2 separate regions of the Callithrix jacchus genome follow, and region 2 is linked to region 1. The links are chromatin contacts, called in public Hi-C maps. All regions are on one chromosome and are shown on one strand. The core of a region is the stretch at or near the end of the contact, and the rest is flanking DNA. Distances in the headings are between cores, read along the strand shown. Region 1 has its middle 64 kb from the start of PWWP2B. Region 2 overlaps INPP5A (inositol polyphosphate-5-phosphatase A).

Region 1 (6,455 bases), core at 1,141-3,640:
ACTGACGCAGATGGTGGAGAGGACTCTGTGGCCCTTGGGATCTACTGACCACTGGGCAGGGGGCAGAAGCTGCGACAACCATGGCCACAGGGCGCAAACAGCCCAGCAGTGTCCCGTGGCCCAGGGAAAGGGGCCAGTGCTACCAGAGCTTCCTGAGACCAGGGTGGGTGGGAGACAGCCCCCAACCCTCAGCACCCCCACCACTGTCCAGGAGGCAGGAAGAAATGCCCACAGGGGCAACGGACCGTGTGACGGTCTCTTCCAAGAGGCCCTGGAAGAGACTCGGAGAGCTGCTGCAGCCCCCTCAGAACAGCCAGCCTGGCTACACTCTCTGGGTGCTGCTAGACCCTGCCTCCCCTCCCCTCCCCTCCCTCCCATCTCCTCCCCATCACATCTCCTCCCTCCCCTCCCTTTCCATCTTCTTCCCCTGCTCCTATCACTTCCCTCTCTCCTCCCTCCCTTTCTCCCTCCCTCCCTCTGCCCTGCCTTCTTCCCTCTCTCCCTTTCTTTCCATCTTTTCATTTCAGTGTTGGGGACGAAGGGGCATGAAGACCCTCAGTCTCCCCTTGTCCGGGGCATGGAAGTGGACTGAGTCCTTTCGGCACCATCCCAGCAGGGCTCTGACCACCCCAGGGTGGCACCCTGCCCCTCACCTCCCCAGCAGCCTGTGTCTCCAGCACCTCCCAGGGGCCGTTAACCCCTCTCCCACCCTGGGACCTAGCTTCGCCCTCTGCCTGGAGCTGGCCTGGGGGCCGCACAGCTCTGTGCTCAGCATTGCCCCTCTCCTCCTTCACCTTGAGTCAGAGACAGGCATCCCCCACCCATCCCGCCCTTGTGCCCATGTACCTGTGTTGAACCTGTGGCTGGCCCTGGGAGGGGGTATCCTCCCTGGTGAGGACTTGGGGAGGGTGCAGGCCAGAGGCAGCCAGTGTCGGAGGGGGTATCCTCCCTGGTGAGGACTTGGGGGGGGGGTGCAGGCCAGAGGCAGCCAGTGTCGGAGAGGGTATCCTCCCTGGTGAGGACGTGGAGGGTGCAGGCCAGAGGCAGCCAGTGTTGGAGGGGGCGTCCTCCCTGGTGAGGACATGGAGGGTGCAGGCCAGAGGCAGCCAGTGTTGGAGGGGGCGTCCTCCCTGGTGAGGACTTGGGGGGGTGCAGGCCAGAGGCAGCCAGTGTTGGAGGGGGTATCCTCCCTGGTGAGGACTTGGGGGGGGTGCAGGCCAGAGGCAGCCAGTGTTGGAGGGGGTATCCTCCCTGGTGAGGACTTGGGGGGGTGCAGGCCAGAGGCAGCCAGTGTTGGAGGGGGTATCCTCCCTGGTGAGGACTTGGGGGGGTGCAGGCCAGAGGCAGCCAGTGTCGGAGGGGGTATCCTCCCTGGTGAGGACTTGGGGGGGGGTGCAGGCCAGAGGCAGCCAGTGTCGGAGGGGGTATCCTCCCTGGTGAGGACTTGGAGGGTGCAGGCCAGAGGCAGCCATCATCAGAGAGGGTATCCTCCCTGGTGAGGACTTGGGGGGGGTGCAGGCCAGAGGCAGCCAGTGTTGGAGGGGGTATCCTCCCTGGTGAGGACTTGGAGGGTGCAGGCCAGAGGCAGCCATCATCAGAGAGGGTATCCTCCCTGGTGAGGACGTGGAGGGTGCAGGCCAGAGGGAGCCGGCGTCCCACCCTCCTCCTGCCCCAGACAGAGGCCTGGGCAGGTGGCCTCGGCTGGCGTCTTCCTGGGCCTTTGGGAGCCGAGGTAATGAGCTGTTTCGTAAGTGCTCACCTTTCCTCTCTGGGCGGCTCTGAGGGCTTTTCGATTTAATTGCCAGTGTATTTCCAGAAGCAGAATCTGGGGCGCTGCAGTGAGAGCAGCTGGTGGGTGGAGGGGGGCGGTCTGCAGGTGGGCGGAGTCTTCTCCACACCTGGGAGGGCAGCTTTGGCTGGATGCTGATATGGGCTAGGCAGTGGGCCGAGCCCAGGCCAGGCACCCCCTCCTCGAGTCAGATGCCCTCTGCTGAGGGTCCCTTCCCAACAGAGCATCACTTGGGGCCCCTCCTCCCCTGCTTCACCCACGCCCCCCGCTGGTGGGTCAGCATTCTCGCTGTTCTTTCATCAGGCAAATGGCTGAGTGCTGGGCACAGACATGGTCATGGCTGGTGACCCAGGGCCTCCTCTTTCACACTGTCACCCAGTGTCACCTGTGTGGGCTCAGCCCTGTCTCTGCCTAAAGGGCCTCCAGCTCAATGGGTGGCATATGGCCCTGGCCAGCTGGGAGCACTGAGGTGGCTGGAGGGGCAGGGGACTTTCTGTCCAGCACCAGGGCCTCACGGGGCTGCCCCTCCCTGGCTTCAGCCGTCCCAAGGTTCGATAGGAAGTGCAGCTCAGGGGAGGCAGCCCAGCTTCCCATGGCCTGTGCTGGGCCTGCCATTCACCTCTAGAGCCAGCTGAGGTGGGGAGGGAAGCAGGACCTCCAGCTCCAGGCTGACGGCTCCTGTGGGAAACCAAGACCTGGTCTTCCTGGCGCCGTGTCCCTCCCTGTTGGGAGAGGGGCCCTTTCCCGTGGAGCCTGACCCAAGGCCAAGGCCCCACTGGCTTTCCTGTTCCCTGGCTGCACAGGGTGGACCCTGGTCCTGGCCTGGCCCGGGGCAGGGGTCCGGTCCACACCGGCACTCAGGGAAGGGCTCCCTCTCCTGGGTCTCCAGTCCTGGGGGCGGGTCTTTCTGGGGCCTTTTCTGCAGCCTGGGACAGATTTGTCCTGGGAGGAGGCGGAGGCAGAGACTGGTCTGGTCTGGAGGGGAAGGGAGCTTCCTCCCGGGGCAAGGACAGCGGCCTCAGCAGGCCCCGCGGTGGTGGGAGGACGGGCCTGCAGGGTGCCGGGGTGGGCTGGGCACGTCCTTGGGCACCAACTAGGCGGGGCCAGCTGTGACTTTTTTAGAAAGGATTTGATATTTGTTATTTCAAAAAAGGCATCCAAGCCGTCTCTGTGGGAAAGAACAGAACTCTGACCTTTCACCCAGTCAACGGCTCAGCGCTGCTTTTTTCAGATCTCACGCGGGGACGCCCTGATCCTTCAGCGCCGGGGCCTCGGAGGGTCTCAGCTGGAGCCTTGCATGTGGGGCCGGGCAAGTTTAAGTCAGGTGCCCAGAGCAGAGGGCGGCAGTGTGGGCAGGACCTGGGCCTGGCACCCTGGTCTGAAGCCGGCCTTGGCAGCCGGTCTGGGGCAGGGCGGGGCTGCACTGTGTCCACTGGAGGGGGCAGTGAGGCCACATCCCTGCTGGCATCCCAGGCTGGCTTGACTGCAGCCTCACGGCCCCTAAACGCCCTCCGGCTGGCTCCCAGTGGTGCCACAAAGGCCCTGTCACGGACCCAACCTCACTCAGAGCCATGGACGGGGTCTGTGGGGAGGGGGCTGGCCAGCCTCAACCTGCCGGCCCAGACGTCTCACCCCTAAGGTGACCTGGAAGGGACCAGACATGACCCCTGTCCGGCGCCAGGCCCAGGTCCCCACATGCTCCCTTCCCATCTGTAAAATGGGAGAGTGGTCCTGACCTTGCCCGGGGCCTGTGACGTCACGGAGAGGCCTGAGTGTGTGGTCCCTTGTGTCTTCCTGCTCCACCCCCTGCACCCTCTCTGGGAGCACAGCCGGGCCCCTCCTGACATCACGGAGACAGAGCCTGCCTCACTCCTGCCACCCCCTCACTCAGGGCCTGGTGGAGACTCCAGCCAGCTTTCCATGGCCTCCTGAGTGGGGGCTGAAGTCTGGGCTGCCCCCTCCTGCTCTAAGCATGCAGGCCAGGGAGCCCCAAGCAGCGGGCTGGGGTCTGCGAGGCTACACATCCCTGCTTCTGGGGCCTTCCTGGGCTGGGCTCCATGTGATTGACGAGGCTGCAGAGTCCTGTCTCTGAGCCAGGTGTGAAGGGCCGGCCGTGAGTCTCCAGAGGCGCTGTCAGACATGTACCTGAGGGGCCATGAGGGGCCATGAGCCATTCAGTACCAAAGAACTTTCTCCAGGAGCCTGTCCTGGGGCAGGTGGGGCTGGAAGGATGGGGAGTCTGCCCCTTCATAAGCAGAGGTGGAGGGGGATGGGGGGGCAGGGGGAGAACCGCTGGCCAGCAGCACTCTCCTGGTGACTATGGGCAGGGGGGCTGGCCTGCAGGACCTTACCCTGGGCATGGCAGGGCAGAGAAGGGCAGGGCAGGGGAGGGGAAGGGAAGAGGTAAGAGGGCAGAGGAGGGGAGGGCAGGGGAGGGGAGAGTAGGGGAGGGGAAGGCAGGGGATGAGAGAGGATGGCAGAGCAGGGGCAGGGCAAGATCTGGGCAGTGTCTGGGTCTGTCGTCCGCTGGGCTGTGCCCACAGAGCATCCACAGGTCACTGCCCAAAGCTACCAGCACCCACCCTGGACTCTGCAGAAACAGCCTTGCTGCCCCCTAGGTAAGGCTGAGACCTTTGAGCCCGCTGCCCAGCAAAGGTATGGGAGTGGGGGCTGGGCCCCTGCTGGGGGCAGGCAGGAGGCTGTCTGTGCTGGGTTGCCCTGGACCGCTCCTCCTTTCAGCCTGGCAGAGGTCTGGGGAGCTGAGCTCCCCGGTCTCCACACCACAGCTTCCCAGGGCAGTACTCAAGGAGCCCCGGGTTCTAGTGCCAGCCTGGGGTCCTGAGCCACCGCCCCCAGGGAAGGGCACAGCCAGCATCCTGACCCCCGCTTGTGCCTGCCCCGAGCCAAGAATTGCTGTTCATGTGATCCTGCTCCGTCCCATGACGTCGGGGCTGCCATCACCACCTCACAAGGAAAGAAACGGGCTCCGAGAAATTAGCCCATGAGGGCTCTGAGCTACGGCCAGCCCTCCACTAATCCAAGCCTGTGTGAGCCACGTCCTGGGCTCAGCTCCCTGACCTGCCTGGCCAGGAGGGCGTGGCCTTCTCTGGCTCTGGCAGGACCTGGCTTGGGCAGAGCATCCTGGAAGCTTCTGGGTTGGGGCAGGCACGGGCTCTGACTCCCAGCCAGAGAAGAGACCCAGCCAGGCTTGCTCAAGGGGAGACCAGCCACCCCTTCCACACCCAGGCGGCAGCGAGGCTGCTCTGAGGGATGGAGCTGTGCCCCCAGGCAGAGAAGACAGCATGGGCTTCCCTGGAACCAGGAAGGGTCGTTGGCTCCCCTTGGCCAAGGGCAGGCAAGCGTGGCCTCCTCCTGGAAGCCTGGGCTGGTTTTCACTCCAGCAGAGAACACGGGGATCCAGCCAAGCCAGCAACAGTCTTTCCAAGGCACGTGGGCAGGGCTGGCAACCCCGGCCGCAGCTCCCCGCCAGGCCTGCCAGGAGGTGTGTCGTTACGTCAGGGAGGCTGTCCATGGGGGCGTGTGGGTAGCCAGTGAGGGGGGCTGCTGCCCCCAGCTCGGTGATGGACAAATATGAGGCTGGGCACCTCTAGCTGCCAGGCCCTGAAGCTTTGGGGGTGCATCAGGGTTCTAGACCACCAGGTTTGAATGCAATGCTTCCACGTGCATGGCCCAGGTTCACCCACCTCCTGCCCTGGGACCTGGGCACGGGGAGCCGTCTGTCAGGCCCTCATGGCTGAGCCGCACACACCTGGGAGAGGCAGCCCCGCTCTGCTGGCATCTTTCCCGTGATCAACACGGGGTCTGACCGGTCCCGTCATCCCAGCTCCCACAGGGGGTGGGTCAGGCGCTTTCCATCCCCTCGGGGCCGCCTCCCTGCAAGGGGAATGGACCCCTGGCCCACAGAAGCCCCGGGAGCTGGACCTGTGTGGCTGGATGTGCTTCTCGGGCTGCAGATGTGTCCTAGTCACCGCTCTCCTGTGGCCAAAACCCTCCAGGACCTGCCTGCTCATAAAAATGGCGGCACACACACCGCGCTGGGCCACAGCCGTGGGGCACCCGTACCGGGAACGTTCTTGGGCTCCTGCCGTCAGTGGCTGCACGGGCGGGCTGTTCCCACCCAGATATGCTCAGAACCTGCTTGGAAAATCCCTTATTGGTCAGGGCAGGGCCCCAGAAGTCACTGGCCAAGGGCATTGTCAGGATCTGGGGACTCCGGCCCTGGGGCCCACCCCCCAAGTGACCTTAGAGAAGAGGCTCAGGGTGACCGCCTGGCCTTCCACCCTGCCCAGCACTGCCTGGGGCCCCTGGCAAGAGTCTGGCCATGGCCTGCACCCCACGCTGGGGTGGCCACCAGCAGAGCAGCACAGGGTCCTGCCCCCGGAGCCTACCCTGGGGGTGGGAACTGCCCCACTCTCTAGGAAGAGATGGAGCCTCATGGAATAGACCCGATCCCCACTGACCATGCTGGGCAGCCTCACCCAACCCGAGGCTCTGCCCCAGGGCCCCTCTCCCAGACATCTGTGGCAGCTGCTGACGACTGAAGAGGGAGGAGGAAGGAAGGGGAGAGAGAGAGCAGGGGCCTCAGGGGAGGGGCTCCCAGGCCCTACAGTGTGGACCTGGCGTTCCAGCGCCAGGGTGCATGTGA
Region 2 (5,941 bases), core at 1,677-4,176, 170 kb before region 1:
GAAGATCCTGACAGAGCATCCCCCCAAGTCCGGAGGCCGAAGATCCTGACAGAGCATCCCCCCAAGTCCGGAGGCCGAAGATCCTGACAGAGCATCCCCCCAAGTCCGGAGGCCGAAGATCCTGACAGAGCATCCCCCCAAGTCCGGAGGCCGAAGATCCTGACAGAGCATCCCCCCAAGTCCGGAGGCCGAAGATCCTGGGGAGCATCCCCCCAAGTCCGGAGGCTGAAGATCCTGGGGAGCATCCCCCCAAGTCCGGAGGCTGAAGATCCTGGGGAGCATCCCCCCAAGTCCGGAGGCTGAAGATCCTGACAGAGCATCCCCCCAAGTCCAGAGGCTGAAGATCCTGGGGAGCATCCCCCCAAGTCCAGAGGCTGAAGATCCTGGGGAGCATCCCCGCACATCTGAGCACGGGCCGAAACGCAAGGCAAGACTTCTTGGCCGCTGTAACTCAAAGTAGGAGGCACAACCTAACCTCCCGCTTTCATGATTTCAAGGGCACTCCTGAGACACTACCCACGAAGGAGAGAAAGAAGGAAAGGTCACAGCCCTAAGGAATCAGATGGCAAAGGAGAAAAAGCAGGAAAAGAGGGGCTTGGAAGAAAAGCACCATCGAATCAGAACTACAGCTCCCAGACCCCAATCACTGCCCAAACTTCCAAAGCCGGTGGATGCACTGGGACTTTGCAATCCCAACAGAAGAGGGCGCTATTACACCAGGAATCCTGCAAAGCCCCTGTTCCCATTGACCAAAGGGTGCCCTAGGACACGGCTGTGAAAACACACAAAAATACAAACTGAGGAAAATGTGCCCCAGCCCAGAACACAAGCGTGAGGCGGAACGGAGTGTCAGCCCACACTGCAGACAAAATGACTCTGCTCAAGCAGCTGAGGCTACGACGACCCCTCGGCGGCAGCGACGCGACATTGAAACACGGGACGTCCCGGGAGCAGAGCGCCCTCCAGCCTCGGGGCAGCAGAGGCGAAGCAGAGAAGGACCAGCCACAGCGAGCGCCACCAGAGTCACGGGAAGGAAAACCCAACACGGGCATCGAAGCCAGGAAAAGCCATCGAGAAAGCGAAGTTTCGTGAAGAAAACAAAGTGAGGGGAGGCGGCTGGAGAGGAGGAGAATCTGCAGGACTGGCGCGCGGACAAGGAACACGGCTAATCTTCACACTATAATCCAGGGACACTCTTCAAAACAGAGAAAGACCCGAGTTTAGACACGGAAGGGCTCACCAACTCCTTGGGGAAACTAACCCAAAGCAATCATCTCCAAGACTTCAAAGATAAAAATAAGATCTCCATGGCATCCAGGTAAAAAAAAGCTCAATTAACAATAAACTGAAAAGAACCCGTCTCGTCAGAACCAACAGACACACTAGGGCAACACCAGAACCACCTTTTCTAAACATCCCAGTGAAATGAGGTATAAACCAGGGGCTACCGACCCAGCCCTGCATCCTTCAAATTCCAAAACTATAGAAAACAGTTTTCAATGTACAAAAATTTGGGAAATTCTGTCCCCAGCAGCCCTTTCTGAGGAATCCAGGAAGGCAGGGCTGAGTCTTTTCTGTAAATAACCAGGTGGGCACAGGAGCTCGGCGGTCCCTGCTTAGCAGCATGAGGGCAGCCCCAGGGCACAGGAGGGACTGGGCCTGGCTGTGTGCCCATAAACTTCATTTCCAAAAGCAGGCAGCGGGCTGGCTTGGGCTGCAGGCCGGGGCGGGGGAGCGGGGCAGGGAGGGTGGAGTTTGCTGACACTGAGTTTATTTTTTTAATTTGTATAAATGTAAGGGGTACAGTGCAGTTTTGTGCCATGGCTGTTTCACACAGTGCCAAAGCCAGGGCTTTCAGTGTAACCCCCACCCTTAGGTGATTCTCATCCCTCACTCCCACTTAGAAGTGGGAGCACATGGCATCTGACTTTCTGAGTTGTTTCACTGAAGATAATGGCCTCCACTTCCATCCGTATGGCTGCAAAAGACATGATTCCGTTTTTTTTATGCCCGAATATTCCATTGTATATGCGTGTGTGGTATAGAAAATACACACATTTTGTTTATTCAGTAAAGCAATTTTTAAAAATAATATTGCCAACTGGGATTTTCAATGTATACAGATGGAATAGATGCCATACACAAACCTACATGATTTCAAAATTTCTACACTGCACATGAAGTAGCACAATAAATATGGCTTTTTTTTTTTTGAGACAGGATTTTGCTGTCACCCAGGCTGAAGCGTAGTGATGTGATCACAGCTCACTGCAGCCTCCACCTCCCAGGCTTAGGGGATCCTCCTGCCTCGGCCTCCAGCCTCCTGAGTGCTGGGACAACAGGTGTGCACCACCACACCCAGCTAATTTTTTTTAATCTTTTATCTTTGAGAGACAGGGATCTTGCTATGTTGCTTAGGCTGGTCACAAACTCCTGTCCTCAAGCAATCCTCCCACCTCAGCCTCCCAAGTAGCTTTAAAAATATCTTTAAAAAGGAAGACAGCCAATAAATAAATACAAATGGAATGTGAAAAAAGTAATTCAAAAGACAGCAGGAATGGGGAAAAAGGGAACAAAAACCAAATTTTTCTCTTTGTACAAAAACCGTGTACAAACAGAAAAATGAAAAATGGTAGACCCAGATTCAGCCACATCAGCAGTTATGTAAGATTAATGGTCTAGGCTGGCACTGTGTTATCTAGATATCACAAGTCAAATGTGGCTGTTTAAAAGAAGAAGAAATAAATGTTTAGAAACTGAGTTCTTCAAAGAATCATATTTCAAATGCTTAATCAAGAGCCACAGGTGGCCCGTGGCTGCCACTGTGGACAGCACAGACAGGAGTTCTGCCAGCTGAGGCTGTTCTAGACATTCCAGTTGTAAGGCTGGGAGCTAGAGGGTGGATGAAAAACCAGACGGAAGGACACCCTGCCTGTAAGAGACACTCCCAGCATAAAGGCACAGACAGAAAGCAAACAAACAGGAAAGCACACACCACGCCAGCCGTGAGCCTCGGAGAAAAGCCAACAGACAAAGGCTCTGGGAGACGAAGAACGTTTTGTGACGACCGAGACAGCTCTTGGGAAGACGGCACAACCACAGATGTGTATGTGGCTAACAACACAGAACACACTGGGAGAAACAGACAACCCCACATCCACTGTAGAGACTGAGCGCCCTCCCTCCGCACGACGGATCCGGACCAACACACACAAGCAGGCAAGATGCAAAAGGACAGTCGAGCGCTGTGGTCCACTTGGCATCACAGGACAGTACATCTGACGCCTGCAGAGCACACAGTACACACGCTCTGCCGTGGCACACCCGCCAAAAAAGATTGCACGCTGCCCCGTGGCACACCTGCCAAAAAAGATTGCATGCTTCCCTGTGGCACACCTGCCAAAAAAGATTGCACGCTGCCCTGTGGCACACCCGCCAAAAAAGATTGCACGCTGTCCCGTGGCACACCCGCCAAGGGACACCGCACACTCCTCCATGGCACATCCGCCAAGGGAAACTGCACACTCCCCGTGGCACACCAAAGGGAGACCGCATGCTCCCCCATGGCACACCAGCCAAGGGAGACTGCATGCTCCTCCGTGGCACACCCATTAAGGGAGACCACATGCTCCTCCGTGGCACACCCGCCAAGGGAGACCGCATGCTCCTCCGTGGCACACCCGCCAAGGGAGACCGCATGCTCCTCCGTGGCACACCCGCCAAGGGAGACCGTATGCTCCTCCGTGGCACACCCACCAAGGGAGACCACACGCTCCCCTGTGGCACACCCACCAAGGGAGACCGCACACTCCTCCATGACACACCCGCCAAGGGAGATCGCATGCTTCTCCATGGCACACCAACCAAGTGAGATCGCACACTCCTCTGTGGCACACTCACCAAGGCAGATGACAGGACGGGCCATAAAATAAGCTCAGACAAGCAAATCATGCATATTATTTCATTTTTATTTCTTTAAAATTCTAGAAAATGTGAACTGACTGGTAGTGAGGACAGGGAGCCAGCCAGCAGATGCCTGACGGTGGGGAGGAGGGCAGGAGGGGCTACAAGGGGCATCAGGTCCTTCTGGGATGATGGGATGAGCCATCCTCCTTGATCCTGGGGATGGCTCCGTGGGCGCAGAGCAATGCCGGAGCTCCTCAAGCTGCACATGTTAAACATGAAGTGCGCTGTACATCAGTGATACCCAGCGAAGCTACAAACCATTTCCATCACAACACTGATTAACTGTTACAGGTGAACTGTAAAAAGCAATCATGAGACAACTGCGCACAGGTAAATACTGACTGGGTATTCAACAGGAGGAGTCACTCATCATCCTTCTGAATATAAAGATGTTATGTAGGGTGTATTCTTTAAAATGTCTACTAAAATAGTCACAAATGAAATGATGCACTGTCTGCTTTTTGCTTCAAATGATGAGGGGTGGGAGGAGTAGGGGGAGGGCATTTGCAACAAAACTGGCCACGAGCTTAGCAGCTGAACGTGGGTGCTGGGCATGGAAAGGGTTGTCTCCACTTCTAAATGGGCATGAAATCATCACAACAAAAGTCTGCTGAACGTGCTTGTTGTCTGACTCAGTGGGAACAACACCAGAAACCCCTGAGCCAGCAGCACCCATGGCAGGAGCTCTGGGGCCACGGGGAAGCACCCCCACGGCCTTCACAGTGGGTGCCTCTGAACAATGGGAAAAAATGACCTTCGCTGAGGTCTCTGATCTTCCCTGCTCTCAAAATGGCCAGGCCAGGGAGAAAAGAGGCGTCTGTGTTTCCTATGAAGTTTCCGCTTGGGGACTCAGCTTGAAAACACTTCTATTTGCAAGCTCAGGAGGAGTGAGCTGTCCAGGCTCACTCAGCACAAACACTCCACGGAGGAGGTGAGCTGTCCAGGCTCACTCAGCACAAACACTCCACGGAGGAGGTGACCTGTCCAGGCTCAGTCAGCACAAACACACTCCACAGAGGAGGTGACGTGTCCAGGCTCAGTCAGCACAAACGCACTCCACGGAGGAGGTGACGTGTCCAGGCTGTCAGCACAAACGCACTCCACGGAGGAGGTGACGTGTCCAGGCTCACTCAGCACAAACACTCTACAGAGGAGGTGAGCTGTCCAGGCTCACTCAGCACAAACACTCCACGGAGGAGGTGAGCTGTCCAGGCTCACTCAGCACAAACACTCCACGGAGGAGGTGACCTGTCCAGGCTCAGTCAGCACAAACACACTCCACAGAGGAGGTGACGTGTCCAGGCTCACTCAGCATAAACACTCCTTGGAGGAGGTGAGCTGTCCAGGCTCACTCAGCACAAACACTCCACGGAGGAGGTGAGCTGTCCAGGCTCACTCAGCACAAACACTCCACGGAGGAGGTGACGTGTCCAGGCTCAGTCAGCACAAACGCACTCCACGGAGGAGGTGACGTGTCCAGGCTGTCAGCACAAACGCACTCCACAGAGGAGGTGATGTGTCCAGGCTCACTCAGCACAAACACACTCCACGGAGGAGATGAGGTGCCCAGGCTCACTCAGCAGAAACACTCCACAGAGGAGGTGACGTGTCCAGGCTGTCAGCACAAACGCACTCCACGGAGGAGGTGATGTGTCCAGGCTCACTCAGCACAAACACACTCCACGGAGGAGATGAGGTGCCCAGGCTCACTCAGCAGAAACACTCCACAGAGGAGGTGACGTGTCCAGGCTCACTCAGCACAAACACACTCCATGGAGGAGGTGACGTGTCCAGGCTCAGTCAGTATAAACACACTCCACGGAGGAGATGAGGTGTCCAGGCTCACTCAGCACAAACACACTCCACGGAGGAGGTGACGTGTCCAGGCTCACTCAGCACAAACACACTCCACGGAGGAGGTGACGTGTCCAGGCTCACTCAGCACAAACACACTCCACGGAGGAGGTGACGTGTC

What was found. Hi-C and Micro-C count contacts between places; a contact is called where the count stands out from the background.
Region 2: a Hi-C map of skeletal muscle shows a contact between it and region 1, with 9 times the contacts expected there. The contact joins two enhancer-like sites. A contact is called at or near these places in 3 of 3 Hi-C or Micro-C datasets (induced pluripotent stem cells and skeletal muscle).

Annotation. Positions count from the first base shown.
Region 1 is chr12:125,779,311-125,785,765 of calJac240_pri, reverse strand. No RefSeq gene overlaps it. Among named protein-coding and RNA genes, the nearest start is that of PWWP2B, 64 kb to the right of the region's middle. Within about 2 kb of position 2,390, at least 7 of the 16 cell types and tissues checked have an H3K27ac peak or open chromatin away from gene starts, as enhancers often do. A contact at or near this core is called in skeletal muscle, where this site is marked.
Region 2 is chr12:125,953,281-125,959,221 of calJac240_pri, reverse strand. All of the region lies in intron 3 of INPP5A (inositol polyphosphate-5-phosphatase A), which reads right to left. Among named protein-coding and RNA genes, the nearest start is that of INPP5A, 110 kb to the right of the region's middle. Within about 2 kb of position 2,926, at least 1 of the 16 cell types and tissues checked has an H3K27ac peak or open chromatin away from gene starts, as enhancers often do. A contact at or near this core is called in skeletal muscle, where this site is marked.